2 separate regions of the Mus musculus genome follow, and region 2 is linked to region 1. The links are chromatin contacts, called in public promoter capture Hi-C maps. All regions are on one chromosome and are shown on one strand. Each heading gives the region's core, a stretch centred on a gene start, on an enhancer-like site or on the middle of the called end of the contact. The rest is flanking DNA. Distances are from core to core; before and after follow the strand shown. Region 1 overlaps Gm12339 (predicted gene 12339). Region 2 holds the start of Nxn (nucleoredoxin).

The links. Promoter capture Hi-C pulls out the DNA fragments that hold promoters and counts their contacts.
Region 2: a contact with region 1 is called in a promoter capture Hi-C map of liver, with 2.3 times the contacts expected there. The contact joins the promoter of Nxn here to the enhancer-like site in region 1. A contact is called at or near these places in 2 of 39 promoter capture datasets (both in liver), 1 of 484 Hi-C or Micro-C datasets (CD4 T cells), 12 of 115 datasets of contacts at active chromatin or transcription factors (the SCID.adh cell line, bone marrow-derived macrophages, craniofacial prominence and 7 more) and 4 of 9 other capture datasets (adipose tissue, embryonic stem cells, liver and 1 more).

What each region holds. Positions count from the first base shown.
Region 1 is chr11:75,810,471-75,813,484 of GRCm38.p6, forward strand. All of the region lies in intron 1 of Gm12339 (predicted gene 12339), which reads left to right. Among named protein-coding and RNA genes, the nearest start is that of Doc2b, 16 kb to the left of the region's middle. Within about 2 kb of position 1,626, at least 112 of the 459 cell types and tissues checked have an H3K27ac peak or open chromatin away from gene starts, as enhancers often do. A contact at or near this core is called in adipose tissue, liver and pancreatic cancer cells, where this site is marked.
Region 2 is chr11:76,397,532-76,400,545 of GRCm38.p6, forward strand. Nxn (nucleoredoxin) reads right to left here and starts at 1,610. Exons shown (of 8, transcript NM_008750.5): 1 at 1,170-1,610. The coding sequence starts at 1,529.

The DNA.
Region 1 (3,014 bases), core at 376-2,875:
CTGAGATGGTGGGTGGTAAGTAGGTGATGGGGTCCTCTGGTGGAGCTCTGATAGAGTCTTTACATGAAGGGTGCCTTCCATCTGTGGGGCTGGGCCTCAAGGTCCCAGCTTCTGCTCAGGTGCTTTGGAAGCAGAGTTTGGCATGATCTCAGGACTGGCTGGTTCTACACTCTCAGAAATGGGATCCAGCAACTCTTCAGCTGGCCTGCACATTTCCACCCAGTCCTATCAGTGGACTCTGAACTCCGCAGAGCTGCAGAAGGCTGGAGGGGCCGAGCTGAAATGCAACCTCAGGCATGGAGTGAGCACACACAGTCTGCCCTAGAGTCCATGGGGGGTAAGCGTAGTGATTGCTGCACATGCCAGGATGAGGGAAACTGAGGCACAGAGACATCTACAGCATCCTGTTCCAGAAAGAGTAGGTTCAAAACCAGGCTGTGTATGGACAGGGATTTTGCCCAGACTGGGCAATGGGTTATCCCAAGCCTGGAACCCAGGAATTCCGGCATCTGGTTCCCAAGGCACGGTTCTGCCCAGGGAGGTTGGGCCAAGCTGACAGGGTTCTGATGAGACCTTGTCACTCGACCCAGATGCAGGTGCAAAAGCATAGGAAAGTGGAGCACATTAGAGACTAAGACAGCCGTTTTCACAAATTGATCCCCTTTTCCCTGAAATGAGATTGGCTTTATATATAGTTATGGTTTTATATTCTTCTCTCCCCACCTGTTTTTAGACAAGGTCTTTACTATGCATCCCAGGCTGACTTTGAACTCAAGGTTTTCCTGCCTGACTTCTCAAATCATGAGATTATAGGTCTGTTTCACCACACCTGGTAGGTATTTTTATATTCTTAGTTGGCAAGTTAACTTTTTTTTTAAATTACATTTCTTTCTTTTTTTTTTAAAGATTTATTTATTATTATACATAAGTACACTGTAGCTGTCTTCAGGTGCACCAGAAGAGGGCGTCTTATCTCATTACAGATGGCTGTGAGCCACCATGTGGTCGCTGGGATTTGAACTCAGGACCTCTGGAAAAGCAGTCGGTGCTCTTAACCACTGAGCCATCTCTCCAGCCCGCAAGTTAACTTTTAAAAGTCAGTTTGTTATGTGTGCACAGCATACTTGGGAACATGTGAAAGTCAGAGGACAACTTTTAGGAATCTATTCTCTATTACAACCATGTGAGTTTTGGGTTCTGGGGAATCAATTGAGGTCTTTGGGCTTGGTGGCAAGAGTCTTTACCCACTGTGCCATCTCACCAGCTGTTAGTTGACAAGGTAAAGTGTGAGCAATCCAGCCCTGGGACTCAGTATGGCTAGGACCTCCCCTCTGCAATCCAGCCCTGGGACTCAGTATGGCTGGGACCTCACCTCTGCAATCCAGCTCTCCCTGGGAGACTCAGTATGGCTGGGACCTCACCTCTGCAATCCAGCTCTCCCTGGGAGACTCAGTATGGCTGGGACTTCATTTGCCTCTGTAATCCAGCCCTGAATTTGCCCACACAACACAGCTGAGGGAGACTTCCTTGGAGGTTTGAAGTCTTCATGCTATTGGCTCTGACTGGATTGAGTCAACAACAAAAGTGAGCAAAGCTCTTTTTCTTATCTAGCAGTCAACTTCAAGGCCGCTCCAGCCCCGGGAAGCCAGCCAATTGCTGGGAATGAAGGAATCAAGGCCTGTAAGCAGTCAGAGCTAGCTTCAGAAGGAGCTCGGTGCAGCCTGCAGCATGTGGCCTTGCTGCAAGCACAGAGGGCAGTGGCCTGGCCAGGCCTGATTATTTCTGATCCACCAGTGTCCTGGCCTCCCCAGGGGTCTTGGCTTCTGAAGAGCAGCGAAGCCCTCTGCTCCTGGCCTCTGGTGCTTCCATTTAGGAGCTTGCTGAGACTCCACCTCCCTGGGGCTTGTGTGTGTGTGTGTGTGTGTGTGTGTGTGTGTGTACAGAGGCCTCCTTCCTTCCAAAGCACCTTGGAAAAGAACTCAAAATTTACAAGACACATATTCACTGGAAAAATAGTGTTCCTTGTTCATCCTTGAAAGCTTCCTAAGAAGGCCTGGGGTGCAGCTCAGGGCTGAGTGCATACAAGACCTTGGGCACAATCTCAGCACAAAAAGAAAGAGGTGTTCTTCAATAAAACAACCTAAAAAGCAACCAGAGGAGCTGGTGAGATGGCTCAGCAGAGAAAGAGTATTGCTGCCAAACCTGATCTCCAAATCCCATGTGGTAGAAGGAGCCAACAGACTCCGGCAACTTGTTCTCTGTCTGTCATAGTGGTATCTCTCTCTCTTTCTCTCACTCTGTCTCTGTCTGTCTGTCTGTCTGTCTGTCTGTCTCTCTCTCTCTCTCTCTCTCTCACACACACACACACACACACACACACAAAATACAAATATATATAAATAGTTTTAAAAAGGGAATCATAAAACCAAACAAAATCCAGATGGGTGAGGGAAATAATAACTTCCAATTATTTGAAAGCCTTAGAGATTAGAGAAACCGCTTAGGTGCATAGCAGCTGGGGAGAGGCAGGGGGTCAGGCTGAGTCCCCCAGAATGAATGCTTTGTATGACTCTGAGCTGTCCTTCTGAGACAGGCCTGGTGTCCTAAGTGTTCTCAGGGTCCTGCATTCAATTCCTATTCCCGCTGCAGTGCCCGGCACCTCCAGCTGTGGTGCACTGGGCCCCAACAGTTGTTCTGTGCCCTCTGCTTATGGGAGCAGGCACAGATGGAGAGGGTGTCGAGGCTGGGCAGCCCAACAGCTGCCATTCCTGTGCACCACCCTGAGTGTGTGTCATGGGTTACTTCACGTCGCCCTCACTATTGTTATTTCTGGAAAGCTGAGCTCTGAGAGGTTAAGTTACTTGTCTGACGTTGAGTCATTCTCGGAGCTGGGGAAAAGAGCCATGTGTGAGCTGTCCTGACTGGGGCCATGGCTTCCGCCCGTGACCTGCAGTCTCATCACTTAGCCGGTAGCCTGGGACTCTGAGGGGGAACATGTCTCCTTGGGGCCAGCT
Region 2 (3,014 bases), core at 360-2,859, 590 kb after region 1:
AGTGGGCTGATGTTTTCCCAATATTAAATTTACCAACTGTATTTCTTAAACTATATTTCAAACTTTAAATCTCACATCTGTGCCTTACATTGCTTACACACTCAAGACATTTTGGGATCAAATTATAAGCCTATTTTGCTCTAAGTCTAAATCATGCGTCTCAACATGATTCTGTACACATAAAAGGAACACGTGGCATGTGTTACCACCCTCCCTGGAGGAACCTAAATGCCCCGAATAGCCCTTCTCCTGTGTGCCCTATAAACTAAGATGCTCCTCAGAAAACGAAAGAGCCAGAGTCATACGTTGCATTCGCCACGCGAATTAAGCAAGGGCACGTCAAAACTTTTCCTGTTAGCACTCATTGCAAAATGTCTTGAATTGGTTTTATTGAAACAGACGTCTTCACCCAACAGATACGCTCAGAAACCCGAACTTAATTTCATCAGCAAACTGATGGGCCGTTTGCTGTCATTCATCTGCACCGATGGGATCAGTTCCGCACCGAATTCGAAGTGTGCCAAGTCAGCCCACCACCAAACTATGGCACGTACAAGGATCGCGGGCTGTTCTGGGCCTGGGAAGATTGCTGGACAGCCAGACAATGAAAAGCTCCCCGGTGGCCACTAACTCAGCCCAGGGGGCGGGGCGGGGGCAAGGGAAGAAAGGGGGAGAGGAGTGAACTCCCCTCTCTCCTAAAGCCCCGATCAGCAGCCGCCTCCGGGTCCCTGGCCACAGAGGAGGGGGTCCCAGGAAGGCAAGATTTCTCTAGGAAAGAAAGGAAACTTCCTGGTGCAGGCATTATGGGAAGGGGGCTCGTGCCCTCCCCACCCCCCACACCACAGGTATCTGCGAGGAGTCAAGTGGCTAGAGGAGGAAGATAAGGGTTGTAGAGTGGGGAGGGCAGAGAGCGGCCACTCCTACGCGATTCCCATCGCGTGGACCAGAGGGGTGTCAAACTTCCCAGCGTGGGCTCAGCTGGGTACTGGCACCCAGGAGTTGCCGCGAGCGCCTCAACACGACAGGATCCTGGATGGGGCAAGAGGAGGGAGCGGGCCAAGATAGAGATGGCAGGCCTATGGACAGCCGGTGAGGGCGGCGAGCAGCTGGCTCCCAGAACGTGGACCGCGCCTGCAGGCCGGGGGCGCCGCGGGGCCCGCGCTACTCACCTTCCGGTGCTTCTCCTTGTAGGGCAGCGCCAGCCATGGCATGTCCCGCACGAAGTCCTGCCACTGCCGCTGGTCTTGGTCCGAAGACACGAAGACGATCTCCAGGCGGTGCCGGGGCTCTGGCTCCGCGGCTGCGCCGGCCCCCGCCCCGGCCCCCGGCCCGGCCGCCGCGTCCCCTCGCAGGCGACCGTAGAAGGCGGCCAGGCTGGCGCTGAGCTGCGCGCAGGGGGCGCTCAGGCTGCACCCGAAGTAGAGCCCCAGCAGCGCGATGCCGCGGGCGCCCAGCGAATGCACGTCCACCTCCTCGCCACCGCCCGTCACCAGCTTGTCTCCCAGCAGCTCCTCCAGGAAGCCCGACATCCTGGCCCACCGCAGCCCCGGCACGCGGGCGGGCGGGTGGGCTCGCAACAGCTACCGGCTCGCTGGTCCGCGCGGCGGGCGGAGGCAGCGGCGGCAGCGGAGGCTGAGAGGGGAGCCCCGCCCACCGGGCCGCCCAGCCACTCCCCTCCATAGCCACGCCCCCTCCGTGGCTGGCCCGCGCTGCGCAGGCAGGTCCCTAGCAGCTGGCGTCTTGGCGCGAGCCTCCGGTACGTGGCTAAAGTAAGAAACCTGACCCGAGTTCTACACCAGGACTAGATTGCCTGGACTTAAGGCAGGAGAACGATCCTCCCGGAACTGGCGCTTTCCGAGGCTGCAAAAGGAGCTAAACCGCATCCCTACCCCTTAATTCCTCTCACCTTTCACTTCTAAACCCTCTCCACACTGAAGTTCTGCACCGGTTCTTGCTCTTTTTCCAGCCTCTCCTTCTCCCTTCCCAATACTAACCCTTAAGACATTTTGAACCCCAAAGACCTCATATAAAACTTGTAGGGTTTTAACATCATCACCACCCAATGTCACTATATCAGGCCAGGTCTTGTTCATCAGTCATGTGTGTGTTTTGTGCTTGTTACTATAAGTAGACTGGCGGGCGCCACCTCTCTGTTTCTGATGCCAAGCACAAGAGAGAGAATTCATAAATACTTGTGGGCTGATTACAAGTCACAGTGTGGGATTTCAGTCCACAGGTCGCTGGAACCATTCCCCGATGGGAAATGGCTCTCTTCCATTTCCGTAAATGTATGCAACAGATGGCGCAGCGTTTCCAAATCAGTATTGGCTGCTCTCCTGACTTCATAGCTTATCTCAGGTCTGCTAGTAGTTGAGAGAGAAAAAAAATTTTAACCCCATCTTGAAAGATGCTTTCCAATGCCTAGGAAAGAACCCTGATTAAACAAATGATCTGTGGCAAGTTTCCTAGGCACGAACACAGGACAAAATGTACACTATTACACATACACATGCATACACACATTTTTAAAAAAGAGGACCATTCATGTGTATCAGCTCAGCTACTAACAACAGTGACATTTTAAGAGGAAAACCCAACCACTGGCTATCCTTCATGGCTTTCGAGGTTATTTCTTTCGTATCTGCCGCCATCTAATGGAAGAATGAAAGAGAGAACTCTACCAACACATAAGATGCAAAAGATTAAAGTGAAAGCAGCAGAATGCTTTAATTACACAGGCTTCCTCTACTGTAACACACACACACACACAAACACACACACACAGAGAGCACAAAGTGTATGACACAAGACCATTTAAATTTCAGAATATAACCTCATACTTCTAGTAGAAATGCCCCAAAGTCCTCAGTGTGTTTAAGGTAGAGAGAAAAATTGTTTAAGTTTTCAGGCCTGTAAAATATCATCACATGAACCAATGAAAGTGTTAAAGACAATCTTCACACACTGGTGCCACAAATGGTGGCTCACGCCTTTAATCCCAGCACCCAGGAAGC